2 separate regions of the Mus musculus genome follow, and region 2 is linked to region 1. The links are chromatin contacts, called in public ChIA-PET maps. All regions are on one chromosome and are shown on one strand. The core of a region is the stretch at or near the end of the contact, and the rest is flanking DNA. Distances in the headings are between cores, read along the strand shown.

Region 1 (2,700 bases), core at 70-2,569:
GAATGTCATTCTTTTTAAGAACACAAGAAACTTGAAGGCCTTGTTGAACATGTGTCAGTCCTTTTAATATGAGAGTATTGAAAAACCCTCTTGCCTTGACTTACTGACTTTAGTTTTAATTTTCTATATAAATAAAAAGACTAACATTTCATACAGGAATAGCCTCAGACTTGTTACTTAAAATTTAGTGTATTTTGCTGGAATAGCAGGTTTTTGCACCATGTTGTGTACATGATTGTCATTCTTTTGTGTGTGTGTGTGTGTATTAAAACACTTTTTTTAATTAGATATTTTCTTCATTTACATTTCAAATGCTATCCCCAAAGCCCCCTATACCATCCCCCTGCCCTGCTCCCCAACCCACCCACTCCTGCTTCCTGGCCCTGGCATTCCCCTGTACTGGGGCATATGATCTTCGCAAGACCAAGGGCCTCTCCTTCCACTGATGCCTGACTAGGCCATCCTCTGCTACATATATAACTAGAGATATATCTCTGGGGGGTACTGGTTAGTTCATATTGTTGTTCCTCATATAGGCTTGCAGACCCCTTTAGCTCCTTGGGTATTTTCTCTAGCTCCTTCATTAGGGGCCCTGTGTTCCATCCAATAGATGACTGTGAGTATCCACTTATGTATTTGCCAGGCACTGGCATAGCCTCACAAGAGACAGCTATATCAGGGTCCTGCATGATTGTCATTCTAAGGCAAGAAGTTAATGGTTTCTTACAGAACACAAACTTCAGGGTGCCATCTATAACACTTCCTCTTGCTATTCTTCCAGACCGATTGATAGGCTTGCCTGAGGGACGTGCTCGTAATCATAATCGACCCCAACAAATCCCTGTCCTGGCTGGAGTGGTCATTGAAGATGTGGCTGTTGGAGCTGAACACACACTTGCTTTGGCATCAACTGGAGATGTTTATGCCTGGGGTAGCAATTCAGAAGGGCAGGTAAATGGCATATTTGCTGCTCTTGCATACTCTAGAAATCTGACGGTGTTGTTTATTTGTAAGAGTGTCTTTGTATTTTAAAATATTAGTGTTCAGAGAATCCTTTGCTTGTGCAAGAAATCTTGTCATCCCCTGTAGTCACAGGAGTAAGGGCAGGAATGAAAATGAAGAGAATGTAAAAAGACTTCAGGTCTGTGTCCTTAGTCCTTCTGTCTATCTGTATATGGAAGAGAGACGTTGGTAGGAGATGTCTGAGAGACTGATGCTTCTACAGTGGTTTTCAGCCCACAAGCAGAGCCATCCTCACTTCCTCCCATAATCTCAGATCAGAGACCCTCTTATTCAAAGTTGTTTTAGTGAGCATTTACATTCTCCTCATACCTGCATTAGCAGATCAGGAAGTTGTGGTTGCAGTAATCTTGATGAAAGGAGAACCAATGGTGAGGAGCCTTTGGGGAATTCCCTGGTTAGGTTTTGACAAAATCTTCCTTGATGTTGAACACTTAACTGCTGCTGCTAAGAGCAGAGAATTGGAGCCATGTATATTTTATATCTGTGTACCCAGAAACCAGTGTGTCTTAAGTAAGAGTTCTGGAGAGCCTTCTTTTTTCACTTAACAAGAACTCCTACCCTTTCCAAGATACCTCTTCCAAGAATTCAAGAGTGTGACCAGTTGTTAAGACTAATGCTTTTAGGGGACAGTCTAAACTTATAAGGACTACTACTGTGATAGAGAAATCAGAATTTATTCATTCGTTTGTTTGTTTGTTTGTTTGTTTTTGTTTTTCCAGACAGGGTTTCTCTGTGTAGCCCTGGCTGTCCTGGAACTCACTCTGTAGACCAGGCTGGCCTGGAACTCAGAAATCCACCTGCCTCTGCCACCCAAGTGCTGGGATTAAAGGCATGCGCCACCACACCCGGCTGAATTTATTCGTTATTGAAGTTGATGCATGACTCAGATGTTAATAGATTTCATTGGCCTGCCTTCTGCTTCTTCAATCTCTGTGCATTTGCTTTTTTATTCTTAGCTTGGCCTAGGCCACACCAACCACGTTCGAGAACCAACCCTGGTAACAGTTCTGCAAGGGAAAAACATCCGCCAGATTTCAGCGGGCCGTTGCCACAGTGCTGCATGGACAGCCCCACCAGTCCCACCAAGAGCACCAGGTGAGACGGACCATTTGTGCTCTTCCAGCTGCTCTTCTACTTTCAGTCGTGTCGTGATGCTCTATCTGCTTGCAGTTCTCACTGCATCCAACATGTCTAAAATGCATCAAGGCTTGGAGTATTCTTTTTGCTACAAGCACCATAAATATTTCATATCATGCATTTCTTCTGCAGACTTCAGTATATAGCCAAACTTCATGCCCTCTCTTTCTCTCAGTCCTCAAAGAAATCAGCATGTTTTTTAGGCAAACAAGAATTAATTAAATTAGAGCTTCTACTAAGTATACATACACTTATATAGGTAAGTATAAATATACCTGTATCGATAAAAAGGTAGCAAATAGAACTGGCCATCCTGATCCAACTTTAATCCCAGCACTTGGAAGGCAGAGGCAAAGGGATCTATGTGAATTCCAGCCCAGCCTCATCTACATAGAAAGTTGTAGGTCAGCTAGGGCTGGTAGGAAAACCCTTTCTCAAAACACACCAATAAAAAGATGGCAGTTGCTTTGCAAGACTTACTATCACAAAGGAACTGAGGAGAGCTGGGTGGAGGTGCTTCACATCGTTAATCCCAGCACT
Region 2 (2,863 bases), core at 69-2,568, 210 kb before region 1:
GACTACATAACAAACAGAGATCTAGTTGAACCCCAGCATCTGTCTGCCTCTGCTTCCACACAGCAGACACAGTGTGGCCAGCCACTTCACACTCCTGCTTGTATGCCTTTGCCACGATGCACTGTATCCCAACTGTAAGTCAAAATAGACCTTCTTCTATTTCTTCTCCTTCCTTTTTCTTTTTTTTCTTTTGAGACAGGGTCTCACTAGGTAGCCCTGGCAGGCAGGTCTGGAATTAATTCACAATATAGACCAAGCTGCTCCCAGACTCACAGAGGTGTGAGCCACCATGCCTCCTAGCTTTAAGTTGCTTCTGACCAGGTGTTAGGTCTCAGCAATGAGAAAAGTAATTTGCATATGTCTTTACAGGAAGTGAGCACAGACATTCTGAAACCACAGCAAAGCCTTTCTTGGTCTGCATGCACATCCCTAGATCGAGGGGGGTGGGGGGACCAGGATAAATTGTGATTGTCTATACCTAAGGCTTAGTGCCTTAGAGCCTAGGGCACAATTGGTTTTCCCCCAAACTGCTAGGAGGCAGCTGAGGTCTCTACTGAGAGAAGGGCACTGATGGAGGGGTGTAGTGCCTCTCTCCATGCCCACTGCTGGGTGATGGTAGGCAATGTCTCTTACCCCCTCCTCACTGGACACTGGCCCAGGAGGTGGGCTTTCCTGCTCCTCCAAAGCCTGTAGGTACTTACCTCTTTTCCCTAGAAAGTGTCTCCCAGCAGGATGTGCTGGCATGTGTCTTTAATGTCAGTACTTAGGAGGCAGAGGCAGGTGGATCTCTGTGAGTTCAAGATCAGCCTGGTCTAGATAGTATGTTCTGGCAAGGGCTACATAGACCGGTTTCAAGGGGGAAAAAAAAAAGAAAAAAGAAAATATGAAAATGTCTTCTAGCCTAGGTCCACGGTACTGATCTGAAAACCCTGGCCTGAGAGTCAGGTTAGGTCTCAGAGTTTGAATGACATTTCTGACATCTTCTTAGCTGGGTGATTATTTATTTATTTATTTACCAAGGTATTGGGCCTCAGCTTTCCCATTTGTAAAACGGGGGCATGCCAATATCTTCCCCGCAGGGCTCCTATGACTATTCGGTTGGATTAGCTAAAGCATGGCGGCACTTAGTGTACTGCACTCAGAAAGTGGCTTCTGTCCTAACAACTGTGCTTTATGGACTAGCGTAAAACATAAATTCATCAGTGAGTAGGCTGGATGGAGCAAATGGAAGAAGGAGATGGAGTTCCCATGGTGTTGTTTGCTGCCTCTGCCAACCACTCTGGTGACATGTGATATGTGATGAGCAAGGCCCTTGACGTGACATGCCTCTTGTTTCTCGTCCTTTGGTTTTCCCCAGTGCATGCTGGGGGCCGGCCCACATCCTGAACATTCTGTGAAGCTCGGTTGGTTAAGAAACCTCACTGCCCAGCTGCAAAGCACCTTCGCTTTCCGCCTGTCTGGCCCCTTCAGCTGCCTACGGCCAAATGCAAAGGAGCCTTGCTAGAGAGCAGCAGCAGCTGCTGCCTTCTTGCCGGTCTGCCTGTGCCTCTCCACTCCCCCCGCCCCCACCCTGTGGTTTGCATTCTAGAAGCATCTGCCTCACACCAGGTCTTTATTGCCTTCTGTTCTCACAGCCATCTTGAGAAAGCTTAGGAAACTAAGGCTTCCAGGGGGGTTGGCATTTGTTTTGTTTGCATTCAGAGACAAGGGCTCACTATGTAGCCCAGGCTGGCCTTGAACTTGCAACCCTCCTGCCTCAGCCTCCCCTGAGCTGGGAACCCAGGTGTATACCATGCCCAAATATTTCTGTCTTTTTGCTTTCTAGATGTCATATATGAGCAGCTTCTGTCATGATGTCTCACCACAGACCCCCAAGGCAGCAGAGGCAAGCAGCCATGGACCTAAACCTCCCAGACTGTGAGCCCAAATAATCCTTTCTTCTTTTTCTGTTGATTATCATAGGCCTTCTGTCACAGCAGTGGAAAGTTGGTAGTCTGAGGTCTTTCGTAGGCCCCAGCACTGCATAAACCATACACGCTGGTGCATGCCTGCAATCCTAGCACTCTGGAGCCAGAAACAAGAGGACCAGGAATTCAAGGTTATCTTTTGCTGCATAGTGAGTTGTGAATTTAGGCTAGCCTGAGCTATATTACTGTTTTAAAACAAAAGCAAACAGGTGACTGGAGAGATGGCTCAGCAGTTAAGAGCACTGACTACTCTTCCAAAGGTCCTGAGTTCAATTTCCAGCAACCACATGGTGGCTTATAGCCATCTGTAATGGGATTTGGTGCCTTCTTTTGGTGTCTGAAGACAGCCACAGTGTACCCATAGAAATAAAATAAATACACCTTAAAAAAAAAAACCCACTGTTCTCATTTTTAAAAAGTGAAAAAAAAAAAACAACAGAAATCAAACTAACACATCTGCATCTCCCCCCACCTCAACCCCCCAATGTGTATTGCTGTTTTGTCTGCACATAAGTGTGCACCATGTGCATGCAGTTTCCACAGAAGCCAGAAGAGGGCATCAGACCACCTGGACTTACAGACAGTAGTGAGAGCTACAAGGATTGAACCCTTGTCCTCTGGAAAAACAGTCAGCTCTGTTAACCACTGAGCCATCTTTCTAACCCAGGTTCTGCATCCTTGAAAAGATTTACAATGGAAGATGCTACTCTGATGGTAGGGATGAGGGACTAGTAGGCGCATAGTCATCCCTTTTTAAGGGCAGATGGCCAACTTCATCATTTGTTTTTCTGAGTGCCCCCAACTTCTGGGCTATTCCTTGTAATTTCTTATCTATTTGGCTCTCACTCATTCAGGGAGTGGGGGATGGGGACAGGGACTGAGCTTTGCTTTCCAGG

The links. ChIA-PET counts read pairs in DNA pulled down with a chosen protein or histone mark.
Region 2: a contact with region 1 is called in an RNA polymerase II ChIA-PET map of memory CD8 T cells, with 47 read pairs. The contact joins two enhancer-like sites. A contact is called at or near these places in 1 of 15 datasets of contacts at CTCF or cohesin (pro-B cells), 14 of 484 Hi-C or Micro-C datasets (B cells, CD8 T cells, ECoMG myeloid progenitors and 9 more) and 4 of 115 datasets of contacts at active chromatin or transcription factors (T-cell acute lymphoblastic leukemia, embryonic stem cells, memory CD8 T cells and 1 more).

What each region holds. Positions count from the first base shown.
Region 1 is chr9:66,491,177-66,493,876 of GRCm38.p6, forward strand. Herc1 (HECT and RLD domain containing E3 ubiquitin protein ligase family member 1) reads left to right here. Exons shown (of 78, transcript NM_145617.3): 69 at 782-951; 70 at 1,980-2,118. Among named protein-coding and RNA genes, the nearest start is that of Fbxl22, 22 kb to the right of the region's middle. Within about 2 kb of position 1,320, at least 28 of the 459 cell types and tissues checked have an H3K27ac peak or open chromatin away from gene starts, as enhancers often do. A contact at or near this core is called in B cells, CD8 T cells and memory CD8 T cells, where this site is marked.
Region 2 is chr9:66,280,268-66,283,130 of GRCm38.p6, forward strand. No RefSeq gene overlaps it. Among named protein-coding and RNA genes, the nearest start is that of Gm39364, 19 kb to the right of the region's middle. Within about 2 kb of position 1,319, at least 72 of the 459 cell types and tissues checked have an H3K27ac peak or open chromatin away from gene starts, as enhancers often do. A contact at or near this core is called in B cells, CD8 T cells and memory CD8 T cells, where this site is marked.